2 separate regions of the Rattus norvegicus genome follow, and region 1 is linked to region 2. A link is a contact called in public Hi-C data. All regions are on one chromosome and are shown on one strand. Each heading gives the region's core, a stretch centred on a gene start, on an enhancer-like site or on the middle of the called end of the contact. The rest is flanking DNA. Distances are from core to core; before and after follow the strand shown. Region 1 has its middle 88 kb from the start of Hes1. Region 2 holds the start of Hes1 (hes family bHLH transcription factor 1).

Region 1 (3,265 bases), core at 125-2,624, 89 kb before region 2:
CTGAGGAAGAACTCGTGGAAGAATCTTGCCTGGAGTAACCAGACTGGCCAGGCAAGCTTAAGCCCTCAGAGAGAGGTCACCTGGTTCCACATAGAGTACTGAGAGACAACGGCTTCTACCTAAGGCATGGGGTCAAGGCAAGGCTTTAAGCTAGATCTGGAGTCAGCTTTCTAACTCCCTTGCCCTACCATAAAGATTAGCAAGAACTGGGGGACAAAAGTAGCCTCAACAAAGACAGGGAAGGAAGGACCTCATTTCCAGCCTCCATCGTAAGAAAGAGCGTTTGGAAGCATGCGGACATACAGCCACATTGCCACTCCTCACGTCTTACTGTCCCCATCCACTCTAGCTGAAATCAAAAGAAACAGCCAGGTCTCACAGAAAGGACAAATGGATTCTTTCACTCTTGTATCTCTCCTCGGTACCAGGGAAAAAAAAGAATTCAAGTTCCGTAAAGATTCTGGTTCTATACACCAGCAGTTTCACAGTCTTTAGAAACGACCCCGGAAGGACAAAGACAATGGTGATGATCTACACTGGGTACCAGGCACCTCTGATAAACATTTGAAACATTGTTGTATTAAAGTCCCACTCCGATAAACATTTGAAACATTGTTGTGTTAAAGTCCCAGCGATGACCTATGAGTTGGCATTCTAATCCCCACCCTCCCAATAAGGAAGCTAAAGCTCAAAGAGTTAAGTAACTTGCCTGTGCTCACACAGGTGGTAAGAGGCTGAGTCAGCCCTCTGTCTGATTGCAAAGCCTGAGTGCTTAAGGCTGCTGAGCCGTGGGGCCCTGACACAATGGGTCACTCCTAGGAGAACCAGAGGACTCCCTACCTTGCCTGCCTACTTACTGCACCAGCAGCCCTCCACCTCCCCAGCTGGGACCTGTCTCCTCTGTGCTAAAAGTGACCTCTCTGTCACCTCTTTTAGGCCTGTAGGTTGTTGGGCCTCCCCTACCCCTGACGAATGCCCTGTTGGGTCCCAGCTTTTCTTCTTGCCCATACCGGCTGCATAGCTGCCTGAGCTCCCACACTGAAAGAGTCTTGGAAATGGTCAGTGCCTCCGGGGCCTCAGTTAACATATACATGTTTTTCCGCCATCCCCACCCTTGGTCACTTCACCTCAGGAAGCTCTTGAGGAGACTTGGAATCATGCCTGCACCTACCCTGTGGCTTTCTGTCATCTCTCTCCTGGAGCCCGAAAGCTGGGGAAGGGAGTTCATTCCTACCCTGTTATCAGGCTGAGGTCAGCTCTGTGCTGTCACCTGGCAGGCTGCCAAGGTACCTGCTTGAGCAACACAGAGGTGCAGCCTTGATCTTCACCCAGGCAAACAGCCACATGGTGAGGTTAAGCCCTAGACAGGCAGGAAAGACCAGGGGCTGCTCTTGACCCTGCCACTACCTCTGGCCTCGATCTCAGACAATAGCCATCCCTACTCTATCCCCACGTTTTCTCTCTAGATGGGACTGGCACAGGCCTTGTGAGAGGGGCTGTTCCTTCTAGAACTCTCTGGTGAAAGGTAACATTTTTAAAGCAAGTCTTTTGAGTGATTTTTTTTCTGTGGGAAGCCTTACTTGATCAGTTAAGTTAGTAGTGGTCTCTTGGCCCCTCTCTTCAGATGCAGTCAACAGGTCTGGCCCTATTTGAATTCTTCCTCTTTTGCATTTTTCCCCCCTGGAAGTTAATTCTATGGATGAGTGTGGGAAGGCGACGGTGAGGGTCTCCCTGTGAGCATATATCATTTCGTACATTTCTCTTTAGCACTCTGGTCAGGATTTATGCCTAGACCAAGCCTTTGTGAAGGTGTCAATAAGTCTCCTCAAACCCTCCATGGCCGATTCTTCCTAAGCCATGGACAACTTGCCAGGAGAGCGGCAGTGGGCGCCACAGCTGGCTTCTCAAGGAGCTGCCTTTTGAAAAGCTGGAGTGAGTGACAGCCCATTCAAGACATTTGCCAAAAACCTCAAAGCTGGGTGGCCTTCCCAGAGTCCGGGGACAGTAAAAGTAGGTCATAGGGTACAGAAGCAAATCCAGAGGCTGAGAGCTTCCTGGCAGCCAGGGAGAGTGCACAGTTCACACTCTGCTGACTGGCTCCCAGGAAGACCTCCGATGTGTCACCACACCTCTCGGACCCCCCATTTCTAGAACTGTAAGCCTCACGTAGGATTCTCTCAGGTCGAGTGGATGGAAACCTGACCCAAGATCGCTTCCAACTTTGGGAATCTGTAACTACTTTGCAATTCGCACTCTGAAAAACTGCCCCCACCCCGTACCTTCCCACTGCAGAGTACTGAGGGCGTGTGAAACCCAGCCTCCAGCACAGCAGCAGCCTCTGCCTCGCCTAACAAAGCCCCTCCTCGCCTCCCCTTTTCTCCCAGCCTAGCCTACCACCAAGAGAATTGGAATTCAACCACTGAAGGGAGACCACAAAATAAATGACCTTGCATGGGGTGGTGGTGGTGGGGGCAGACCGTGAATGTCAACAAAGCCACAAAAAGCCTAACGTTCAAGCTCAAAAAGTTTAGGTGCACTTGGAACAAGCCCAGGAGCCTGGATCTTAGAGAGGCATCTTCTCCCAGCCTTCACCATACACCTCCCAAGGAAAGGGTGCAGAGAACACAGCTCACACCCACAACTCTGTGACATTCTCATCCTCCCAAAAGGGAGAGCCAACCGGTCCGACAGGTTTCAAAGTGTCAGAAGAGATGGCTCAGCGCGTAAGAGCACGTACTGCTTTTGCCTGGGACCCAAGTGTAGTCCCCAGCACCCGTGTCCAAAGGCCCCAGGGAATCCAAAGCGTCTGACTTCCACAAGCCTGCATTCGAGTGCGGGAATGCTCTCAAGCACTGGTGTGCACCCGCATGCACATACAAACACACATGGGCATATTCGCACACACGCACACATGCGCATGCACACACACACACACAGGCATGTGTACACACACACGAAAACACATGTCAGCATATTCACACACACACGGGCATGTGTACACACACACACACTCAAACACACATCAGCATATTCACACACACACACACACACACACACACACGGGCATGTGCGCACACACACATGCACAGTTAAATAAAACTACATCTTTTTTATCTTTTCTTTTAAACATCAGAGCATAGCTCCTTTTCCGCACACTTAGCCTGGCTCAGATTGTAGAGTCGTCAGGAAACGCACACTGTCTAGAGCCACACACACTCCAGACAGACAGACAGGCCTCTGTGCTTGCGCCCAGATAGTTATGGAT
Region 2 (3,493 bases), core at 947-3,446:
ACCATAAAAGAGAGGGGGGCTTGCCCAAGGTCATGCAGTCAAGGAACCACCTCATCCCGGATCAGAGCTGGAGAAATCATTCACATGATCTCAGTGGGAGGTTGGGGGAGGGGAGGAAGGGACGAGCCAGTGCGCCTTGTGTGCCAGGCCTCCCGGACGCGGGAAAGACTGGGGGCGGGGATCAAACAACGCGCTGGGATCCCGAGCTGCCCGGAGTTCAGGGCGGCGGGAAAACTGAGGGGTCTGGGGCACCCGGGTAGAGGCGAGGGGCGGACGACCGGGGCAGGCAGGCAGCCTCCGGGGCAGTGCGCGCCACCCGCGCCGCGCGGCAAATCCCCCAGGGAGGCCGCCGCCAGAGCCCTGGCGCTCCCGGCCCGGCGCCCGCCACGTGGCACCCGGCGGCGGCGGCGGCGACTCCTCCCGGCGCGCGGCCCCGGCCAGCCGGCAGCACGCAGCCGCCCGTCTCTTCCCAGCCGTCCGCCGGCGGCCTCCTGGACTCAGCGAAGGACCCGGGGAAGGGGCGGGCGACCGCGAAGACGCTGTGACCGCAAGCCGCTGAGCGGAGGCAGGAGGCTGACCCGGCCGCTTCCTAAGTGCGGTCAGGCATCTCGTGACCGCGGCGGGCGCCCGGGCCCCTCCCCCGCCGCAGTCGCCGGGGAGGTTTCGGCCTCGCTCAAATCCCCAAGCCCGGAGTCCGGGCGGGCTGGGGGTGGGAAGAAGGGGGGGGACACGAATTCCCCGATCGCCACTCCTGGGCGTGCGCTCCCCGCCCGGAAGGGCTGACCTTGGCCAGGGCGGGGGAAGGGAGGCCAGCGCGGGGGCTCAGCTTTCAGACCGCCGCCCCCACGGATTCCTGGCTCGCCCAGGCCGGAGGAGGGGGCCCCGGACACACGGACACACACACAGGCACACACTCGCACGCACACACCCCACACGCAGCGCGCGCCAATGAGCCCGGGCCAGGCGCAGGGGGCGGGGTTTTCCCAGGCTCGAGCACAGCAGCTGCTATTTACCTTCTTGGCTTCTCCCGGGGACTAGAGGCGGCCCCCGCTCCCGGCCGCCCGCCGCCGGCCTCCGCCTCCCTGCCCCCGGGGCGCGCGCACACACACTCACACACGCACGCACACACACATCCTCTGGGCCCCGGCCGCAGCCGCGGCGGCAATAAAACATCCTGGCACGTGCTCCGACTCCAGGCGCGCCCTCGCCGGCCGGCTGATGTCAAACTGCAGCTCGGCTGGTGGAGCTCTTAAAGGGCTCGCGCGCCGGGCGCCGAGGCCGCCTTGGCCGCCCGCGGGGTGAGGAGAGAGGACCAACTCCCTTGTCTCCGGTCTCTCCCCACTGCCAACTGAGAGCCTGAAGAGGTAGAGAGTGGCAGAGGAGCGAGCGCGCCCCTCCTGTGGCATTGCTATCAAAGCCCCCTTGTTCATTTTTTTCATTTGAAATTCCATTTCCTTTCTGCCCAGTAGGAAATTATTCTGATTGTTTCCTGGAGAAGCGTGAGGTCTAAAACTGCAATTCCAGGAGAGGAATGAACGGGCTGGATAGGAGACAGGCACCCAAAAGGCACCTTGCTCCTCCGAAAACCCTGCCTGTGAAGGCATTTGGGGGGAGGATAAGGGAGTATTTGGGTTTTTTTGGGGGGTGGTATTGACCCTCCGCCCCACATGAGCAGTTTTCACTCCACTAAACATACAGAGTTCGAACAGAATTCATGAAGACAGAAATTTAATCACTTAATTTTGGCCTATATCTTTTCAAAATATTTTTCAAACGAACTTATTATATAAAGTAGCTATATTGCTTGTAGGAAGAAAAACAAAAACCAAAGATGTGGCCACAAAAGAAATAGACCAGACTAAAACCAAGACGGGGGAAAAAAAATCCTCTAAAGCAAAGCCCAGAGGAGTTAGCAAAGGGTTAAAATCCTTTTGATTGACGTTGTAGCCTCCGGTGCCCTGGGCTCAGGCGCGCGCCATTGGCCGCCAGACCTTGTGCCTGGCGGCCAATGGGGGGGCGCAGTCCACGAGCGGTGCCGCGTGTCTCTTCCTCCCATTGGCTGAAAGTTACTGTGGGAAAGAAAGTTTGGGAAGTTTCACACGAGCCGTTCGCGTGCAGTCCCAGATATATATAGAGGCCGCCAGGGCCTGCGGATCACACTGGATCTGGAGCTGGTGCTGATAACAGCGGAATCCCCCGTCTACCTCTCTCCTTGGTCCTGGAATAGCGCTACCGATCACAAAGTAGCCCTAAGACATAATAAACCCTCAACTGCTCCGTAGTTTTTCTTATGAAAGCCAAGTAAAGGGGACGTAAGCAAAAAAATATTTTTTTTGCGTGAAGGATTCCAAAAATAAAATTCTCTGGGGATTGAGAAGAAAGAAAAAAAGGAAAATGCCAGCTGATATAATGGAGAAAAATTCCTCGTCCCCGGTGGCTGCTACCCCAGCCAGTGTCAACACGACACCGGACAAACCAAAGACAGCCTCTGAGCACAGAAAGGTAAGACAGTACCTGCATCTCTCTAATGGCCCTAGAAATTAAATGGGGTGCGCGCAATGGGGTTCCTTTTACTTTTCTCTTAAAATCTCGGGGTGAAATGGCAGATCCCGTGGGAACTCAGGACCTCTTTTCCCCCCTTTGCAGTCATCAAAGCCTATCATGGAGAAGAGGCGCCGGGCAAGAATAAATGAAAGTTTGAGCCAACTGAAAACACTGATTTTGGATGCACTTAAGAAAGATGTAAGTGAGCAATGCATTTTTTTAAATGAAATTACGAATGTAATGGCATTTCCCAGGCACAAAGAGCTAAACTCTTTGCCTGCTGTGTGTGGATCTTACCCCACCAGCACTGCGTTCCCACAGGCGGGAGAGAGGCCGCAAGACCCTGGGATGTGGGACATGCGGATGGGGAGCTTCAGAACTCGGAGGCAGCTGACAAGGGGGGTCTCACTTTCATCCCTTGTTTCCCCTGCGCAGAGCTCCCGGCATTCCAAGCTGGAGAAGGCAGACATTCTGGAAATGACAGTGAAGCACCTCCGGAACCTGCAGCGGGCGCAGATGACCGGTGAGGACCGCGCGTGCGTCCCCTCTCTGCGGGTGTCCCTCTCGGCCCGCGCTGATTTCTTCCAGACTTCCGCCCGCGGTTGTGAGAGGCATTCAGCTACATTTTACTGCCTTGGCTCACTCCGCGTTCCCACGGTCTGGGTCTTATTTATAGCCACAACTCCCAAGTTGTTACTGCTCCGGAAATGGAGGGAGAGGTTGTAGCCGAGAAGGGTGGTGGGCAGCTTGGCTGTTGTGGAAGCCGGTGAGGGCGAAAGGACGTAGGACTGAGGCAGTTTGAGGCTGGATAGAAGGTAGGGGTCAGTGGCTTAGCACCGGTCCAACCCCTGCCGCAGGAGGGGAAGTAGGGTTTGGAAGGCGCCTTGGGTGGCATTGCCCAAGGTCAGGTCCCGCGCGGGACTAGGGATAGCAGATCTGGAGCTGAGAT

What was found. A called contact is a pair of places that touch in the nucleus more often than the background predicts.
Region 1: a contact with region 2 is called in a Hi-C map of liver, with 9 times the contacts expected there. The contact joins the enhancer-like site here to the promoter of Hes1 in region 2. A contact is called at or near these places in 2 of 12 Hi-C or Micro-C datasets (kidney and liver).

The regions. Positions count from the first base shown.
Region 1 is chr11:84,299,765-84,303,029 of GRCr8, reverse strand. No RefSeq gene overlaps it. Among named protein-coding and RNA genes, the nearest start is that of Hes1, 88 kb to the right of the region's middle. Within about 2 kb of position 1,374, at least 8 of the 93 cell types and tissues checked have an H3K27ac peak or open chromatin away from gene starts, as enhancers often do. A contact at or near this core is called in liver, where this site is marked.
Region 2 is chr11:84,211,748-84,215,240 of GRCr8, reverse strand. It overlaps Hes1 (hes family bHLH transcription factor 1), which reads left to right and starts at 2,196. Exons shown (of 4, transcript NM_024360.4): 1 at 2,196-2,502; 2 at 2,647-2,742; 3 at 2,980-3,067. The coding sequence starts at 2,395.